Linked DNA regions of Mus musculus: region 2 is linked to region 1. The links are chromatin contacts, called in public HiChIP or PLAC-seq maps. All regions are on one chromosome and are shown on one strand. The core of a region is the stretch at or near the end of the contact, and the rest is flanking DNA. Distances in the headings are between cores, read along the strand shown. Region 1 has its middle 4.2 kb from the start of Mir181c. Region 2 overlaps Cacna1a (calcium channel, voltage-dependent, P/Q type, alpha 1A subunit).

Region 1 (5,099 bases), core at 761-3,260:
ATGGTTGTGAGCTACCATGTGGTTGCTGGGAATTGAACTCAGGACCTCTGGAAGAACAGCCAGTGCTCTTAACCTCTGAGCCATCTCTATAGCCCCAGCATTTTGTTTCATTGTTTTGTTTTTGTTAGGACAGGATTTCTCTGTGAAGCTCTGGCTATTCTAGAACTCACTCTGTAGACCAGGCTGGCCTCAGAACTCAGAGATCCCCCTGCCTCTCCAGTGCTGGGACTAAAGGCGTGCGCCACAACCCAGCTGGTGTTCCTGTTTTTTATTTTCTTTGAGACTGAGTTTCATGTAGCTCAGGCTGGCCTCAAGTTCTTTGTAGGCAATGCTGACCTTGATCGGATGCTCGTACCTCTATTTCCAGAGTGCTGCACCACCTTGCTTCTTTTGTGCTGTGCTAGGATGGAACCCAGGGCTTTCTGCATGCTGGCTTAGCACTCCACCAACTTGAGCCGCACCCTCAACCCCCAAATTACAATGCACTCCCATTTATTTCCTCGCATACGCCTTACTCTGAACCCCAGAGAATTTTCCTGGGCCAGTGGAGACTTGTCTAAGTAGGAGGATGTCTGGAAGCCTATCAAGGAGAAACTGAGGCAGGAATGCAGTAAGGAGTTAAAGGAAGGCAGGCAGCCGACAGGAATCCCAGCGCTGCAGGCCCACAAAGGTAACAGCCTGGGTTTGAGGGGGGCTAAAGTCTTCAGCCCCCGGACTTGAGAAGGGCAAACATACATGCAGTATAATGTTGGCTCAGCCCCAGGCTGGTTTGACCTTCCTCTCAACTGAGCCTGTGCAGGACTGGGTATGTTTGGGAGCACTTGGAGGTCTGTGTGAAGATTCCAGAGCCGCTCAGCAGTGCTCTCTTCCTGTGGTGCTCAGGGTAGCTGCCACTTTGGGGTTCTGCATATGCATCTCTGACAGATCTGGAGTCCTCTTACCCCTGTGTGTGCCCATCCCAGGAAGAGCTTGTACAAGACCATATGTGCATGTGTGTGTGTGTGTGAGAGAGAATGTGTGTGTGAGTGTGAGAAAGTGTCTGTGTGTTTCTGTGTGTGTGTGTGCTCCAACTTCCAAGAAGCAAGTGTTAGGTGCCTGCCTACCTTGTGGTCCTGCTTCTCTCTGTAACCATGTAAGGCTGAGGTGTGTATTTGTGTACCCATTAGTTGTGAGTGGCGGAGACTGTGTCTGTTGGACCCTGTGGACATGTTTTGTTTTTTTGTTTGTTTTGAGACAGAACCTATAGCTCTGGCTTGTCTCAAACTCACTCCTTAGTCCAGGCTGGCTTAGAATCGCGGTACTCCCGCTTCAGGCTCCTGAGTCCAGCATTACCAGTGTGGACGGGCTCACCAGCTGTGTTCTGTACATCTTAGGTTTTTCCGAAAATCTTCGGGTTTTCCTAGGCTATGCCTGGGTTGTGTGTACATGGTGGGGTGTGATCTGTGAACCTGGGCTCTGGCTAGGTATATTCAGTTCTAAGAACATTCCGTGCTGTCCCTCAAAGAGGCGTCTGCCGCTCCCAGGTGTCCCTACGTGTGTGGCCGCCACCCCCTTCGTCCGGCGGGTGTACGCCCCAAGGCCCCCCTCGCACCTTCCCTGTCTGTGGCCCGCGTGCCTTTGTGCGCGCGTGCTCCCGCCGAGCCAGAAGGGCTGCATGCATCCCAGGTCCCTGCCCGCGCCCCGAGTCCCCCTCGAGCTGCAGCGTGGAGTACGAGGGCTTGCAGGCGGCCCGGGGCGCGCACGGCCGCAGCTGGACCCACCGGCCGGTGCCGCGCGGGGGCCTCGGGGGCGCGGGCGCGTGGCCGCGGGTTCGAACCGCTCGGTCCCTTCCCGCGCGAGCGGCCGGGTGGGCTCCCGGACCCTGGCGGAGCGGAGGGCGCTGCGGCGGCGGAGACGAGGTGAGCGCGGGCCGGGGCGGGGGGCGCACCTGCCGGTCACGGCCACGGCCGAGGCCTCCATTGTTCCCGGCCGTGTGGCCCGGGACGCCGCCTGCACCCGCCGCGGTCGCGAGCGCCTGGGCCGGGCCGACCGGGGCGCTTTGTTCTCGGGGCGCGGGGCGGGAGGCTGCCTCCGGGGGTACAGACCGCATCTGCACGGTGATCGTGGGGACAAGGTTTGCCGACTAGATCCCACCCTCCAAAAGTGGCTGCAGAAAGGAAAGATGGCCCCGATTACTCTTGCTGAGGAGCCCTAGCTTTAAAGCGACCGGGCGCCTTTCCAGGGGACCTCTCCCCGGAGGGCATGCATGCTGGGGCTGGGGGCCGCAGAAGCCACTTCTTGAGCTAACTGGGGGCTGAGAAAGTACCCCCATCACACTTGGGTTGCCCCATTTCCTTCCCACCCATCCCCCACCTCTCACAGCCGCACTTGCCAAACCAAAATTAGTCTCAAGTCATCAGACAAAGTCCTAAAAGCCACCCGCACGACACAGACACACACTATCCCATTAATAATCTAATTTCCTAAGCACACAGTCAACCACAACACTGACACTCGTGTACACACTGCACCCACAAAGGCCAGGAACATACCCCTGCAGAGGAACAGTCACTAGTGGAAGGTTGGGCACAATGTAGAGACACACCACACTGGTAGTGCCCACCCTCACCTGGTCACTCACACATCTAGAATAACTGACAACCACAGGTGCAGGACGGTCCCTGTAGTAACTTGGTGTGCAAATAAGGACACCCCTCGTGAGCTCAAAGCCGGTCCCAGCTATCCTGACACAGAAACACCAGAACACAGGTGTGCATGTTGACACAGATACCCATAGAGACAGTCACTCATAAAGCCATGACTCCTTATGGAGGTAGACCTGGTGGCACAGGCCAGTCCTCCTAGCCCTTGGGAGAGTGAGACAGGAGGATGGGAAGCTCAAAGCCTACTTGAGTTTCAGAGTGAACCTGAGGTCTTCCTGGGCAATTTAGAGACTCTGTCTTTAAGAACAGTGGAGCCCAGAAGTGATAGAGCACAGTTTTAATCTCACATCTGGGAGGGAGAAGCAGGCAGGTATTCTGAGTTCCTGGACAGCCTGGTCTATATACTGAGTTCCAGGCCAACCAGGGGTATACTGGGGAACACCATCTCAAACAGCAAACAAACCTAGACAAAGATCAACATCAAAAGTGAGCTGAGCATGGATGTTGCTTAATGGTAAAGCGCTTTGCTGATCTGGCAGGATCACAGGGCCCTGGGGTTTGGTTCTCGAAGTCAAAACAAACAAACAAACAAACAATGGAGCTTACCCACCTACTGGCATGGATGTCTGAGGACAGTAACGGTCACTTGCATACATAAAGACATAGACCCACAGGGAAAGGACACTCAGAGGTAGAGTCAAAAATGCAATATTTTGTTGTTTTTACTGAAACAGAGTCTTGGGATGTAGAGCCCTGCCTGGACTGAAACTTTATGTATAGATCAGGCTGGTCTCAAATTGAGAGATCTGTCTGCCTCAGCCTCTTGAGTGCTGGGATTATTAAAGTCATTCAACACCATGCCCAGCCTTTTTTTTTTTTTTTTTTTTTTTAAGATTGGCCTGCATCTGCCAGGTACAGAGGTGATAGGCTCTACAGCCACTGTGTCCAGCAACACTTATTGAGCAGTTATTATGGGACACACCTATGACTCACAGTGAATTCCCTGCCTTAACAGAGTTGGTATTTGAGTGGGAGACTGGCCCTGAAAGACACCATCCTTATCAGCTGACAGATTATAGTCACCCAGTTACTCTTGACAAACCCCGCATCCATACATACATCTGTGCACACATAGACCACAATTGGACACAATGAGCTTGACACACCCATCCACCTACAGTGTTGACATCACACATAAACAAGCCCATAGGATTGGCATATATACACTAATACACTAGTGGTGCCACCAACTATGGTACACCCCCCCCAGAGTCCCCTCCCCTCCCCCTGAGCTCCCTTTAGCAGCAGAGTAGTCTAGAGCAGACCTCTACTCCAATCCATTAACAGGTGTATATAGCAGACAAATGAGTTTGTGCAGACAGCCCACCGTGATGCATACCCAGGACCGCTCTGCTCCTTGTTAAAGAAGTTCAGAGGAGTAGCTGGAGTTCCCATCACTTCCTTGATCATAGCCCCTGACCCAGGAGAAGCCAGACCCCTCTCACTCATCTGCAGGCCTGGCCTCACATCCAGACAGCCTGGAAATTTGGGGCTTTTGGCCTACTTATAGTACATAGGAGCTCCTGTCTGAGCTCCCCCCCCCCCACTCCCCAGCCCCCTGAAAGACCCGAGTATCTGAGAAGCTCCTGAGATTAGGAGGGAAGGGTGGGTATCTCAGAAGTCGTGTAAGTATGGCAATAATAATAATTAATAATAATAATAAGGTCTAGACAACCTGGGCCACCAATGTGACCCTATGGAGATTCCCACCTGTCCTGTCACTATCCCCCCAATAATGGACTGTTTTCCAGGCCCTACCTACTCTTCCCTTCTGCCCAGCTGATTTACACACAGGTATTGCACACTGAACACTGCAGACCACAGGGCACAATATAGCAGACAGCTAACCCATCTTTTACTTGATGGTAGAGCTACCCCCATCTGGCTGGGATTGGCATTTCACCTCAACCTGACCTCTAGGACTTGCCAGCTGCTCAGAGAGACTGGGGCAGGCTCCACCTAGGTCATTCCCAAGCTGACTTCTGCGCTGCAGTGCCCCTGCTTCTGGACCTGGGGTTGGGGGATGGAAGGAGACAGTTTCCCACCCTTACACTAAGGGACTTCAAAGTCAGACCTCCCGCCCAAGCACTCTAGGCCGACCAACACATGGCGGGAAGTAAATGATCAGCCCCTAGCTGCAGGAATTCAGGTCAAGACTCTGATCCTCACACACCAGGGGGCTTGGCTGCCAAAAACCTCAAGGAGCAGCCCCGGGAAGAAGAAGGACAGACACATAGGGAGGGTGCAGGCAGACCCAGACAGTCGACCCCCGCTGACAAAGGGCAGGCAAGCGCAGACAGACACTGAGGGCGGGAAGCCCGCACCACGCCTGCAGACAAAGAGACAGGAGGGGGTGGGGCCTGGCGCCTCCGCCATGCCACGCCCCCCGCCAAACTC
Region 2 (5,099 bases), core at 1,866-4,365, 420 kb before region 1:
GCAGCTCCTGTCCTGTTTGGGTTCCTGTCCTGACTTCCTTCAACGATGGCCTCTGACACGAAGCCCTTTCTTCCTCATTCTTGCTTTTGGTCATGGTGTTTCATCACAGCAATGGAGACCCAAACTGAGTTAAGCAGTAAATGCCTGTTGAGACAAAACTCCTGGTCAAGAGAATAGACCTCTTCTCCTCCTCCTCCTCTTCTTTTTTAAAGGCTTATTTATTTATTATATGTAAGTACACTGTAGTTGTCTTCAGACACCCCAGAAGAGAGCATCAGATCTCATTACAGATAGTTGTGAGCCACCATGTGGTTGCTGGGATTTGAACTCAGGATCTTTGGAAGAACAGTCAGTGCTCTTAACTGCTGAGTCATCTCTCCAGCAGCAGCAGCAGCACCACCACCACCACCACCACCAACCACCATCATCATCATCATCTTTTCCTCCTCCTCCTCCTCCTCCTCTTCCTCCTCCTCCTCCTCCTCCTCCTCCTCCTCCTCCTCCTCCTCCTCCTCCTCCTCCTTCTTCTTCTTCTTCTTCTTCTTCTTCTTCTTCTTCTTCTTCTTCTTCTTCTTCTTCTCCCTCTCCCTCTTCTTCTTCTTCTTCCTCTTCCTCCCCCCCCTCCTTTTGTTTTTTTGAGGCAGGGTTTCTCTGTGTAACCCTGGCTGACCTGGAACTCAGAAATCCTCCTGCCTCTGCCTCCCAAGTGCTGGGATTAAAGGCATGCACCACCACTGCCCGGCAACCTTCCTCTTTCTATCTAGGGTGAAAATCTCACATTGCACTTGGGCCAGGTCAATCAAATGGTTAAGGGACTTTCTCTAGAAAGGTGGGCTTACCTTGGACCATGCTTAATCCATAACTTATTATAACAATGGCTTACTGCTATTAGAAACTTCAAATGGTCAATTAATGCTGGCAAAGCTGGGGAGGGAGTATAACAGAGTGGGGATTATAAGACACACTTTCCCCCCTTCTATTAAAAGTAGTTAGCCCAGCAAGAGCTTATGTTTTCTGATTTTTCCTTGTCCCCTTGCACCAACTGGCTAATCACATCAGCTTTTGAAGTGGCTGCCACCAATGGTATGAAATACAGTCAATATCTATGTCAGGGATAAAAGAGAGAAGCTACCTTGGCTAAATCATTTGAGTCTTATTGCGTGCTTTTTATGAAAAGAACTGTCTTGTTTTGTTAGTGTGTCCTTTGCGGGTCAGGGATTATTCTTTGTTTCTAGCATATGTAAGATGGTCTCAGAAGGACTCCCATCTCAAAAGCTGATCAGGAGGATTCAACTAGGTAACACCAGTGACATTCCTTCTAAGCTTGTACTCTGTCCCAGATCCTTGTCCTAAAGAAAGCACTGCTGGGAAGAAGGGACGGAGATTTGGGCAGTACTTAACTTCACCCCAACTGGAGAGTCAGAGGGATCATATTCTCAGGCAGAAGAGTAATGAACACACAGAATGAAGACAGGTCTGAACCCAACCTAAACGGAAGGACAATTCCCCCACGCCCCTCACCGGAAGAGAAGCATGAGCGCTTGGAAGAAGGTCCGGAAGTTATTGTGCTCCGTGATTTGGAATTCATCCTCGTCGCTGTCCTCGTCTTCCCCGTCAATGCCGATGTTGCCAAACACCTGCGGAGTTGGAGGGTGACCATGAGGGCAGTCACAGCCACCCTGGCTCCCTTTGACGCAGGATCCCTCCCGCAGCCCTGGTACCCACGGGTGCGGGGTCACCTGCATCCCGATGATGGCGTAGATGAAGAAGAGCATGGCGATCAGCAGACAGACATAAGGTAGGGCCTGGAGGGAAGGAAGGCAGTGAGAAAGGGCGCCACGCGACTTGCCCAGAGCCTTCTGAACTGGGTCAGGTGATCACGTGCCCCAGGCTACAGGGCTTCGGGACAGGGCCTTCAGAGCTCTGTAGACGCTGGGTGTAGACATCAGACGATTACAGAAGCACTTTCAGTGTGGTTTCCCCATTTTACCCGGAGCTAGGAGGTCTGTTCTGGCCCGGGACGGGCCGGCAGCAGTAGCGGCGGCTGTGTCTCACCTTGAAGGACTGCACGAAAGTCCAGAGGAGAATGCGGATGGTGTAACCCTGGCGGAGGAGTTTGATGAGTCTGGCAGCACGGAAGAGGCGGAGAAAGCTCAGGTTGATGAAGTTATTCTGAGGAGATGAGGAAGAAAGGTGACCTTCCACCCACCCTGAGGAGCTTAGAGTATTCAACACTCACAGAGGCCCCTACATGAAGCCAACCAATAGGAAAAAAGCAAGCCACACCCCAAATGAGGAGGGAGAGGAGAGAAAGCACCGTTAATGCAATGGAGCAGAGGGGAACTCAAAAAATAAATAAATAAAAAAGGAGTGAGGGAGAGGAGGGGGTTAGGGGAGGGAAGAGATATCAACTCAAAAGCTTAAGCCCACCCAGCCAGGCCCACTCACAAGTGGGGAAAAGGTGTGGGAAGGGGGAGGAAAAGAAAGGAACAGGGTCCAGGAGGAAATAACAAAAGAGCACAGAAAAGAAAATACATCCGAATCATCCAATCAGGAAAAAAATCGAGATGGTTTTTATTTCTCCCAACAACCAAATGCACTGAGACGATAGGACACAAGCGGGTCAAGTTGCAGAACCCAGCACAAGAGTACAAAGCACAGACACGGGCGGGGTGGGGGAAGGGCACCAGCACACGCAGGCCTAGGGGGCAAGTGCGGTTCCGAGGGCATGTTACGCTCGGGGCCAGAAATGCATCTGTCCTGGGACTCACCGGGCACCCTGCCCTGCCCTGCCCTGCCGAGCTGCCCACCCGCTCCTGCCCGCCCTGACCTCACCCCACGGCCCAGAGGAGCAGCGGCTGGAGCCAATGGGGAGAAGCGGAAGGGCATCTTTTCTTACCCCCTTGGCGAGCGGGAATGGGGAGGACGGGAGGGAGCTGGGGCTGTTCGGCTGCAGGGTGAGTCCTCGCTGCCCGCTGAGTCGGAGAAGATGCATTAGGGGCCCTTTTCCCCCCTCTCAGGGATGGCTTCTCAGCTTCTGGGGCTGGGTGGTGTCTCGGGACCAGGCCTGCGGGAAGCAGGAAGGTCTCAGCTCCCAGGGCGAGTGAGCTCTGATCAGCCCAGGGCCTACCAAGGGGCCGCTGCTGCGGGTGGGGAGATGAGGCTATTCTTGGCCCCTGGACTTCCCTAGGTGGGCCCTGCCTGTCCTCCAAACCCAGGTCTAGTCACTGCCTCTGGCCTCCCTCCCAGGCTGTTAGTGAAGAGAGACAGTGGCTGGAAACTGTGGGCAAGGCCCAGGACTCTCCAGGGGGGCATCAGCGGAGGTTGGTGATGGGTGGCAAATGACCCAATATAGCCAATGAAAGTAATTTGTTGGGCCTAAGTGGTTTTGTTTTTAAATACAAAGTTGCTAATTTTAAATTTGGACGTTGCCCACCGATCTGGATTTTTGGCTCCCCCAGGCCTCTCGTAGCTGTCCCCTGGAGTCTGGCTATATGCTCTCCAGTTTCCCGGGCTCTCTGGTGATTGGCCCACAGAGCATTGTGAGTTTTCTGCCTGGGGACCACATGGTTACGACCAGCAGGCAGGAGGCAGGAGGGAATGGGGTCTCTGGCTAGAAGGGAGCTTTCTGGTGCCCCAGTCTTAAGATCTGTAGGAGTCCTGGAGACACATCATAGGGCAAGACCGAATGAGGCCTAATGACTGGAGGTGCATGGATAAGCGGCCCTGACAAGAGCATTCTTCGGAATTTCAAGTGTCCCTATTTGCATAATGAATTATTTTTTTATTGCAAGGGGGTCATGCTATGGTTCAGTCTGGTCTTGAATTTGAGATCCTCCTGCCTCAGACTTCCAAGTGCTGGGATGAAAGGGGGGTCATCACTATGCTTTGTCTTTGGCTATATTTAGCCTCCTTCCCAGAGGCATCCTTTTACTGGGTCTTTGCCATGAGCTAGCTAGCTCTGGCTTGGAAGCAGAGAGGCAGTGACTGGATATTGAAGAATTTCGGAGCCTGGTAAGAGGCCTCTGGGGCAAAAGACTTGGCCTTTGGGCTTCTGGGATGGGGAATAGCCTTGGGCTCCTACATCAGGACACTCTTAGGCCCAACTGTTGTGAGCCTGTTCCAAAAGTCTCACATAAGCCTGCAAACCTAGCTAAGAGTCACCCACCGTGCCCCGCTGACCTGATGCCTGGTCTTGCCTGGCCACCAAGCTTTCCTGGGGATGGGACCACTAACCAAGAAGTATTCCCCACCCTCTCCCTCAACCCCCCGGAGAACAAGCCATCCCTTCCATGGGGTGGATCATAACATGTGGGCTCGGCCAGACATGCAGAGGCAGGGGTTCCTGGGAGCAGTGTGGGGCCGAGGGCAAACTGGCACATGCAGAAGCAGGGATCTAGCAGCTGCTGAGCACGCACACACATAAGGGAGGAGGGGCGGGGACCGGAGAAGTCAGGGGTCTCAGGCCTATCTGCTCTTCCGGCTCTTCCTGAGTCTGCATGGAGTCCTGCTAGCACACACAACTCCCAAGAGGCATCCTCTTACTACTCAGACCCTACCCTGTGCTCCAGGGCTAAGCTGAGCAGCAGTGGAAGATGCAGGCTCAGGTGTGTGGGATCCTGGTCCTTGTACTCTCCCCAGTGACATGCTCAGGGGCAGGTGTCCTTTGGGTTTGTAGAAGACACGGGGCACCATTCACCCCAGATTCCAAGTCTTTGCTACCTGCCGACCTGCTTCCCTGCCTGCCCTTCTGTCAAGCTCCAGGCCCCTAACTGGAGCTCTGCTGGAGTGGCTCAGATTCAAACTGGCTAGGGGTGTTCTCCGCATAACCCCTGACCTCCTCCCACTCCTAACTTCCATCTCTAGCTATCCAGAGACACCCAGTCCTACCCTTCCCCAGGCCCTGAAGAAGGCCCCTCTACCATCCTCTGCTCCCCTCCCCACATCACCTCCCATAAGGGCTTCCTGCACCTGCTTCCAGCAATCTTGTCTAATCAGTCCCAGAAGTGCACCTGGTTCAAATCCTCTCAGGTCTTCTTCCTACTCAGGATGAAGCCCAGTTGCCCAGCTCCCCCCAACCCCACACCTACTGTACCCAA

The links. HiChIP or PLAC-seq counts read pairs in DNA pulled down with a chosen protein or histone mark.
Region 2: an H3K4me3 HiChIP or PLAC-seq map of embryonic forebrain shows a contact between it and region 1, with 3 times the contacts expected there. The contact joins two enhancer-like sites. A contact is called at or near these places in 6 of 39 promoter capture datasets (the 3T3-L1 cell line, hematopoietic stem and progenitor cells, liver and 1 more), 1 of 15 datasets of contacts at CTCF or cohesin (the NIH/3T3 cell line), 7 of 484 Hi-C or Micro-C datasets (the G1E-ER4 cell line, the N1E-115 cell line, brown adipocytes and 4 more), 8 of 115 datasets of contacts at active chromatin or transcription factors (astrocytes, craniofacial prominence, embryonic forebrain and 5 more) and 1 of 9 other capture datasets (macrophages).

The regions. Positions count from the first base shown.
Region 1 is chr8:84,180,597-84,185,695 of GRCm38.p6, reverse strand. No RefSeq gene overlaps it. Among named protein-coding and RNA genes, the nearest start is that of Mir181c, 4.2 kb to the right of the region's middle. Within about 2 kb of position 2,010, at least 119 of the 459 cell types and tissues checked have an H3K27ac peak or open chromatin away from gene starts, as enhancers often do. A contact at or near this core is called in the N1E-115 cell line, embryonic forebrain, forebrain and 1 more, where this site is marked.
Region 2 is chr8:84,598,462-84,603,560 of GRCm38.p6, reverse strand. It overlaps Cacna1a (calcium channel, voltage-dependent, P/Q type, alpha 1A subunit), which reads right to left. Exons shown (of 47, transcript NM_007578.3): 32 at 2,056-2,172; 33 at 1,740-1,805; 34 at 1,522-1,637. Among named protein-coding and RNA genes, the nearest start is that of Gm32854, 12 kb to the right of the region's middle. Within about 2 kb of position 3,115, at least 73 of the 459 cell types and tissues checked have an H3K27ac peak or open chromatin away from gene starts, as enhancers often do. A contact at or near this core is called in the N1E-115 cell line, embryonic forebrain, forebrain and 1 more, where this site is marked.